Regions from separate parts of the Pan troglodytes genome. Here region 2 is linked to region 1. Evidence: chromatin contacts called from public HiChIP or PLAC-seq data. All regions are on one chromosome and are shown on one strand. Each heading gives the region's core, a stretch centred on a gene start, on an enhancer-like site or on the middle of the called end of the contact. The rest is flanking DNA. Distances are from core to core; before and after follow the strand shown. Region 1 holds the start of THNSL2 (threonine synthase like 2). Region 2 holds the start of CD8A (CD8 subunit alpha).

Evidence for each region. HiChIP or PLAC-seq counts read pairs in DNA pulled down with a chosen protein or histone mark.
Region 2: a contact with region 1 is called in an H3K4me3 HiChIP or PLAC-seq map of stem cell-derived excitatory neurons, with 5 times the contacts expected there. The contact joins the promoter of CD8A here to the promoter of THNSL2 in region 1. A contact is called at or near these places in 1 of 7 Hi-C or Micro-C datasets (induced pluripotent stem cells) and 1 of 1 datasets of contacts at active chromatin or transcription factors (stem cell-derived excitatory neurons).

Annotation. Positions count from the first base shown.
Region 1 is chr12:35,501,658-35,506,105 of NHGRI_mPanTro3-v2.0_pri, reverse strand. It overlaps THNSL2 (threonine synthase like 2), which reads left to right and starts at 2,582. Exons shown (of 8, transcript XM_054678003.2): 1 at 2,582-2,707.
Region 2 is chr12:35,947,206-35,951,653 of NHGRI_mPanTro3-v2.0_pri, reverse strand. CD8A (CD8 subunit alpha) reads right to left here and starts at 2,439. Exons shown (of 7, transcript XM_054677992.2): 1 at 2,298-2,439.

The DNA.
Region 1 (4,448 bases), core at 1,333-3,832:
ATGAATTTTAGGATCATTTCTGCAAAGAAGGCAGTTGGAATTATGCCAGTCAGGTTTTGCTTGACAATTTGGGGCTATTTATTTGGCACTCTTGTTACTGAGTCAGGAACTCAAGAAGTGAGGGTGACTCAGGGTACTTAAACTTAAATATTACCCCATTTCCTCAAACCACCACCACATATATTTGGCAAAATGATGTATCATCAATTTAGGAGTTCAAAAACGCTCAGAGAGAATAGTGTCCTGATTTGGAATGTCATCTTCTCTCTCTTCCGCCCTGCTGTCTTTGCCCAGCTGGGATACCAGAAGTAGCCTGAGTTCTATCCTCTGCCCTGCACAAAGGCTGGAGGACTTTTAGCAGGTTGCTTTCTTCTCCAGAAGTCCAGGCCCTAACCTAATCCTTAGCAAGGGATCTGGTCCCTAACTCCTACATCCAGTGCATGGTGACAAAGGAAAATTCTCCTGTACAGCTTTGGAGAAGCCTCTCTAAAGACAGCTCTACCTGGGTCACACAGAAGAAACAGCACTGCATGGACCCCAGGGCTCTGCTTCAGCATTGGCTGGAAGATCGTTGGCTTCAACATTATAGACAGCTAAGCACTCTAATCAATAAGGTTGAAAAGAAAAAAACAAGCGGTTTCTAATCCTACAAAAACTAAATGTTGATACCATGTAGAAGTCTCTGAGAACTCCACATCCCTACTGTTGCTTGGCGATTCAGAATTCTTTCTTCCTCATGGGCCAGAAACTTCCTTGCAGAAGTTTCTGTTCTCTGCGGCTGTACTGTTCTTTATGTCCCAGGCAGAGATTCCTAATGAACCCTGTTGTTCCCTGAGCGTTTTGCTTCTCTCTTTTTTGGGGAGTTAAATTACAATTCACAGAAGAGCTTCTGGCCACTCCTCCTGCCCACAGAATCACAAAGGCCTGCAGGCCCGTGTAAGTGTGGCAGAGGGCTTGTGGGAGAGGTCCGTGGAAGGTGCATCTGTCCTTATGCAGACTCTACTGGTTGAGTCTGTAACACACGCTGTAACACACATGAGTGCTGTAAAACACGCTGCTGAATCTTATTTTTGCCATCGGCCTCAGTTTCCCTGGCCTCTGAGTGATTAAGTACACCTGATAGAAGGGATGAAAACCCTTTGGGGGTCCCTGCCTGGCCTATACCCGTCTCTCTTGGAATGTCCCCTCTGACCCCTATGTGAACTCTGTGACAAGTCCTCAGCCCCAGCTTGGGACAAGAAGGCCAATCCCATTAGCTGAGCAGTGACCAGTCTCTCCCTCTCTTTCCAGAATCTGAGACCCACCCAGACTAGGGTCAGTCCATGGTAGCTGCATGAACCTGTGTGGCTATGTCAAGTGGGCACCGTGTATGGGCTGAATTTTGGAGAACAGGTAAGTTGAGTAAGCAGAAACCGCAAGTGTAGGAGGATGTCAGAGATAGGAGGAAGAAAGAGGGGGGAACAGGCAACATCAGAGGGCCACTGGAGGCCCAGCTGGGACTGCCAGAGTGACCCGGCCTACCCAGGACTAAACCTTTGCCCGAACCTCTCTGGTCTACCTCCTCTAATTTTGCTTCAGTGGGATGGGCCCCAAGAGCTCAATGTGAATCCAGGGGCATTTGGGCATATCTAGAGGGAGTTTTTGTTGTTGCTGTTTTGTTTTTCCTTGAAGTTCTTGCCATTTTTTTCTCTTAAAAGAATGAATGGGGGTGACGGGCTTTTATCCTAGAATAGACCTATGCTTAATAAAAAGTGTTTCTCAAAAAATATGAAGAATTTTCATACCTCCCAAAACCACTGAAAATTTTTTATAAAGAATTTTTGGAGTGGAGCTGATGTCACCTATCTGGTGAGTTCTGAAGTCCTAACATACTAACCGCAGCTTGAGAAGCAAGGCTCTCATGCTCTCCAGCTCTCTGATGCTGCAGACAAGAGACAAGAATCTTAAAGGAACGCAGGGCCTTTCTTCTTCACACCTTGCTGTCCATTTTCTAAACTGAAAAATGAGGTTCTGTGGGGCTCACAACCCTGCAGCGAAGATTCCGAGGCTGAACGTCAATAAAGCGTTTACTAAAGCGCCTTAAAAAATGGGCCGCGGGGCTGGGCGCGGTGGCTCACGCCTGTAATCCTAACACTTTGGGAGGCCGAGGAGGGCGGATCACGAGGTCAGGAGATCGAGACCATCCTGGCTAACACGATGAAACCCCGTCTCTACTAAAAATACAAAAAATTAGTCGGGCGTGGTGGCGGGCGCCAGTAGTACCAGCTACTCGGGAGGCCGAGGCAGGAGAATAGCGTGAACCTGAGAGGCGGAATTTGCGGTGAGCCGAGACCGCGCCACTGCACTCCAGCCTGGGCGACAGAGCGAGACTCCGTCTCAAAAAAAAAAAAAAAAAAAAAAAAAAAAAAAAAAGAGCCGCGGGAGGGGCACAGGGCTTCCCCCTCGTGATGCTTCCGGGATCGCGCACCGCTGCTCACGCACTCTCCTCTGTCCTCTGTCCTCCGTCCTCCGTCCTCCGCCCCCCGCCCCATCCCCAGGTCCTTCCCACTGCGAAGCTGAGAACCCTAGCTCCGGCCCCGACCGGAAGCCCCACCCCACCGTCAGGGACGCGGACTCGGGAGTGCGCACATTCGCAGCCCGGGCAGCCCTGCTGCGCACCGGGCCTCCCGTCCCGCGTCCCGCGTCCCGCGCCCCGCGCCCCGCACCGGTAACGCGCGCCAACCTCGCCGCCCTCCCGGGGTCGTCGCAGGCGAGATTTCTGAGCTCCGGACGCTCTCGCGGCTCCGTTCGGCCCTGATTCCCGCAGGCCCACGTCCGTCGCCCCGCCCGTTTCTGGAACCTTTGGTTCCGGCGCTCGGACTTGAGGAACTTGGGAGGGTGGTGCGGGGGGTTTCTGATGCTTTGCGTTTTCTGCGGGATTTGAGCAGTCCTTGGAGAACCCCGAAACTGAAGTCCGTGGTGTTTTCAGGGGCTGGGAGTGGAATCTCAGGCGCCTGCGAGTCCCTTGAGGATTTAGGCCGCCCTCCTTGGCGGGATGACTGGCACCGGTAGCCTCAGAGAGCCCGGGGTCTGCCTCCACCCCTAGGGTTGCCGTCGGCTCCTGGGGTCCGAGTCTCCGCCCTGTCCCACCCCTTCTCACAAAACCCCTCCACCTCCCTGAGGAGCGCCTGTCTACCCACCTTCTTGTTCCCAGCCTTCGGGCTACTCCTATTTTCCATATTTATTTATCCTGGTTATTGGTCAGAGTTTTTCTGACCTTCTCTACTCTGGAATAGGGTCCAGAGGAGTGGCAAGGGAAAATTATTAGAATATAAAATCCCAGGGGACACGTAGTCCGGGTCTCCATCCCATGCTTGGAGCCCTCATAGAGCAGCCCAACAACAGCACTTGATTTTCTTCCTCAACTTCACCACCTCCTGTGGTTGCTATTTCCGCCTCTGGCTTACCTTGAACCCAACCATGTGTATTTCTCTTTAGCTTTGCTGAATTGGCCTGGGAATGCTGCCCCTGGAAGGCATTGGACAGAACAGGGACAGTCCTGTTGCGTGAGGGGCATGGGTATGTGCTAATCAGGCCAGCTCCTTCCATGACCTGCTCAGAGCCCCGTGCCAGCCCCTCTGTCCTCTGTTCCTGGACAGTTGTTCCATATCCTCCTTCCCAGTGCCCCAGGTGTGATATTCCTTCCACCCAGGGAAGGGCATTTGAAAAATATTTTCTTTTGCTGTACCTTACTGCCTTGCTCGCTCCTGCCCTCACTCCTGCGATGGTTTCTTTGGCAGCTCAGTCGTAGCGTTTAAGTCTGGTCCTATGAAGGCCTTTCTGTTACTCCACGGTCTTGGGCAGTTTGCGTTGGCTCTAACTCTTACCACAGAATTGCAGAAATTCCTCTCTTTATTGAGGGCACGCTAGCACCTGCCCCCCGACCCTGGTTCTGTTTTGTGAAATACTGCCTGCTTTGCTTATCCACTGCAGTTAACTTTTGGAGTTACCCATATTTCATCTCTTTGACATGGACTCCCATACGGAGTGACCTTGTATCCTAGGTTGCCAGAGAGAGAGTTCTGGCTTATACCATTGTCCCAGCATAATCACTTTCAAAAGATTCATGGTTTGTATGATCAAGTTTGTCTCTGTCTCTAAGTGAGATACACTTAATATTTGTAGTTAAGAGAGTGGCACGTGGCAGCCCACGTGAGACTTGCACTGGGGCCCACAGATGTCAGAGCCACAGACTAGGAAATGAGAATTCCTCCAGGTCAGTGCTCATATGCCTCATGTAGGTAGAGAGCTTTGGGTGGCTTTGCCCTTAGAGGGCAGGGGATCCCCTCCCACCCTGGCAGAGAAAGTCCAAGCTAATACTGAGAGCTATGTCTAGTCAAATTCATCCCCATAGTTACTGTGGGGCGTCGAAGCCAGGGCCCCTAAATTCACTGTCATGATCCAGAAGA
Region 2 (4,448 bases), core at 1,190-3,689, 450 kb before region 1:
CAAGAAAAGGAAAAAGGTTTAATGACAACTGCCACTTTCATTTATTCATTCCTTTGTTGATGTACTTTTGGGCTGGGTTTTGCTGTTATAAGCTAAACTACAATGGACATCCTTGTACACATTCCCTAGAGTCCAAGTACAAGATTTTCTCTAGGGTGTTTTCCTGGAAAAGGAATGACTTGAGGAGTATGGCAACCTTGTGAGAAACGACTGATTCGAAAGATGTGCCCCATAGCTTTTGATACATTTTTCTCCAAAGTCATGGTTCCAGTCCACACTCACACCAGCTGTGGAGGAGTTTTCATTTACCCACGAGCTTTGTTATTTCTGGTTTTGTCAGTCTTTTTAATTCTGCCAATCTGATAGGGTGTGATGGTATCTCGTTGTTTAAAACCTGACTTCTCTTGTTAAGGTTGAGACCGAGCATCTGGCCCCATGTTTGCTGGCTATTCAGCTTTCCTCTTCTGCAGACTGCCCGTTTGTCCATTGCTTTGTTTCAGTAACTTCCATATACCAAGAACTCTCTGCCTTCCATAACTCACATCACTTAAAATACGAATTTTGTTGATGCTTAGAGAACCTGATTTCCTTCCAACCAATTGTGCTCTCCTAATTCCAACAACCAAATGAAGCTTCAACTCTTCTTTTTGTTCAGAGCCCTCCTGAGTCCTGTCCTACTCACAGTAAAGGCTGTGGCAAAATAAATAAATAAGTAAATAAAAGGGAAAAATACACTGCATCCAAAAAAGGCTCGTTTCTTTCTTTTTCTTTCTCTCTCTCTCTCTCTTTCTTTCTCTTTCTTTTTTTTTCTCTTGTTGTGACAATTGTCACAACAAAATGTGTATGTGACAATTTATTATCTTAAAACAGTTTACCCAAAATAGAAACCTTGCAAAGCCAGTGGAAATTTTTCTTTTTGCATAAGTTGGTTAATTCTTTTGAGTGCTGGCCTGGGATCCATGAAATAACCTCAACTCGACCATAAAGCTTTTCACTCCCACGTTATGCAAACGGTGATGACCCTGTTGGTGGCAAGCCCCCCGTGTGACTTTCCGAGGGGATCTGAGTGGTGCAAGGTGGAGGACGCAGTGATGGAAACATTGCGAGAGGGAAGGCGTCTGTTTCCACCCACTTACCCTCAGAGCATGAGGGCTGGGCGAAGGCTCTGACTCCTGTAGGGGGTGACCCATTTCTAGGACTATAGAAGGAGAGGTGTGGACCTGGAAAAAGGAAGGAAAGACCACGGCAAGGAAAGTCAAGAAGTGGGAGAAGTCAAGGGCTCTCTCTTCCCTTCCTCCTTGTCCTTGGCCTGCAGCAACTCCTCTTTCTCTTTTTGTAGGGACAGACTGAAGAGGATTTCTTAGTATGGTTTGTACCTTCCCAGTAGAGCAGGAAAAAGAGGAACGAGCTGCTCCCTCCACACCTCAGACGCTGAGGTCAACTGCCCTTTGGGCGGGGCACGTTGGCTCACACATCTAATCCCAGCACTTTGGGAGGCCGTGAGGGGAGCATCACTTGAGACCAGGAGTTGGAGACCGGCCTGGGCCACATAGTGAGGCCCCATCCTCCGGCTTGCACCACTCAAATTCCCTCGTAAAGTCACACGGGGAGCTTGCCCCCAGCAAGGTCGTCAGTTTGCAAAACATGGGAGTGAAAAGCTTTATGGTGGAGTGTAGGTTATTTCATGGATCCCAGGCCAGCACCCAAAAGAATTAACCATCTTGTGCAAAAAGAAAATTTTCCACTATTTTTTTAAAGTTTCTATTTTGGGTAAATCGTTTCAAGATAACAAATTGGAGAGAGGCCTAGAGAGAAATGAGCCTTTTTAAGATGCAGTTTATTTTGCCCCATGATGTTTTTGTTTTTGTTTTTGCCAGAGCCTTTACTGTGAGTAGGACAGGACTCAGGAGGCCTCTGAACAAAAAGAAGCGTTGAAGCTTCATTTGGTTGTTGGAATTGGGAGAGCACAATTGGTTGGAAGGAAATCAGGTTCTCTCAAAAAATAAAATAAAATAAAATAAAAAGCCAGCGTGCTGGCGCGGGTCCATGGTCCAAGCTACTTGGGAGGCTGAGGTGGGGGGATCGCTTGAGCCCGGAAGTCGAGGCTGTAGTGAGCCGTGATTGCACCACTGCACTCCAGCCTGGGCGATAGAACAAGACCCTGTCTCTTAAAACAAACAAGAAACAAAACAAAACAAACAACAACAAAAAAATTCATTTGGGAATTTTTCTGCGCGTGCCCAGAAGCAGAGCCATGCTATAGGATCTCCCCTGTGCCCCAACAGTCAGCTTCTTACTTGGAGGGTAGAGAACGGTGCTTCCCCACGCTGCTGTGCAATGGAGAGGAGCTATGTGAAGCTGGCGTATGGGTGGGGTTTGCAGGCTTCGCCCGGCTTCATCGCCGGCTACTGACCCGGCACCAATTCCTGTTCTGCAGGTCTCACCGCAGAGGGGCACGCCAGCCATGAGGACAGATGAGGGAACACGTGATGCCACGATGGGGGTGCCAGGATGAGGTGGGTGCGGTCGCGGACAGGCGCACGAGGAGCCCAGCGGGGCGTCACCCGGAGCAGGCGCGGAGGAGGGCTGGGGAGGGCCACCAAGGCGACGAGAGCCGGTGTGCCTGAATCAGCCTAAAGGAGACGGAGGAGGAGTGTGGTGGGCGCAGGGGCAGGGAGCTGGGGGAAGGGCAGGGGGCTAGCCCAGGCTGAAGGCAGGCAGGAGCAGGGCCGCGATGTCAGACAAGAAACGGCAGCAGTGTGTTTGGGAACCTAGCACCAACCGCACCGGTGGAGACAGGGTCGGCTGTAGAGGAGGTGGGGCCGGGTCCCAGCTAAGTAAGGCGGCGGATCTTGCAGCCCTTCCATCCTCAGCCGCTCATTCTGCGCAAATCTCGGGGCCAGCCTTGGTGGAGCCGTAAAGCGTCCACCAGAGCCTGGATCCCTCCGCCACCTTTCCCATGAATTCACCTTTCTGTACACAGCAAGCGCCTGAGCGGAGACGGCCGACACGTTTCCCACTGTTACCCCAGGAAACCGCGGCTCCTGAGGAGGTCAGGGCCTGGGCAGGGGGCAGAGCTCAGCGCGCCGTACTGAGGCAGAAACGGGGTCCAGAGAGGGTGGGGTGGGGGTACAGGGAAGGGTCGCCCGAAGGTCCCTGGCGCAAGGAGGACAGAGGAGGGATCTAGAATTCGTAGGGGAGAAGAGAACTCAGAAAAGATCCGGCCCAGCGCATTTATTTTACAGAGGAAGAAAAACTGAGGCCCAGGGAGGTTAAGTACTGCAGGTAACTAGGCACTAGCAGCAGGGGCACTAGCAGCAGGGGCACTAGCAGCAGGGACACTCCCTATCTCGCCTGTCACCCGCGTCCAGCAAAATCTGATGCCCTGTCGGCCCAGCAGGGGGCGGTGCTGCTTTAGTTTTGGCCTGGTCGGGGTTGAGGGGAGGAGGGAGCGACTTCGAATTCAGTCTGCACCTGACTGACCTCGAGCAAAAACGAAGCGGGTGCACGTTACCGTCTTCCATCTGGGGGCCCAGCAGCCTCCATCTTCGCCCTAGCCCCTACAGCCTCGTCCCTGGCTGGGGCTCCAGCTCCCCAATTTCTCACCCTCACCACCAGGAGCTACTTATCTTATCACAGGCTCACTTAGATTACCACTAGGAGATTACCACTCGGGTGGGGTGGAGGTGCGGCGGGATTCACATTTTGCAAGGGATCAAAAAAGCGGCTAATTATGGCATTTCTAGCCCAAGGCATTGGCCAGAGATTTTGCGGGTAGGCCCCTTAACCTCCCAGCATCTCGCAGTATCTACCGATTAGTGCTGAGCCTCCTGTGCAATGCATCCGTCTATAGATATGGCCAGAATGGGTCGGGCTTGGTGCGCGGTGGCTCACTGCTGTAATTCCAACACTTTGGGAGGCCGAGGCGGTCGGATCAACTGAGGTCAGGAGTTCGAGACCAGCCTGGCCAACATGGCGAAATCCTGTTTCTACTTAAAAAAAAAAAACAAAAAACAAAAAACAAAAAACTAGCCGGGCGTGATGGCGCAAGCCTGTAGTCCTAGCTACTGGGGAGGCTGAGGCAGAAGAATCGTTTGAACCCTGGAGGCGAAAGTTGCAGCGAGCGGAGATCGAGTCACTGCACTCCAGGCTGGGGGACAGAGCGAGACTCCCATCTCAAAATAAAAAAAAATAATAATTTTTTAAAAAGAAAGAAATGGCCAGAATGTCAAAGCTTTAATGGTGGGTAGAAGTCCCCAGACTTGAGAGTCTCGTTCTCCCAACTCTCCTTCCCCGTCAGAAAGTGCGAAGGGACTGGACTGGAGATCCTGAGCGGTCCTGGGTGCCGGGGCCCCGACCGGGGCTGAGCTGGTCCCCTGGTCGGGACGGCTGGGCAGAGGTGCCGAGGGGCCGCGGGCGGCCCTTCGCTGGCTCATTCGCATCCGCAG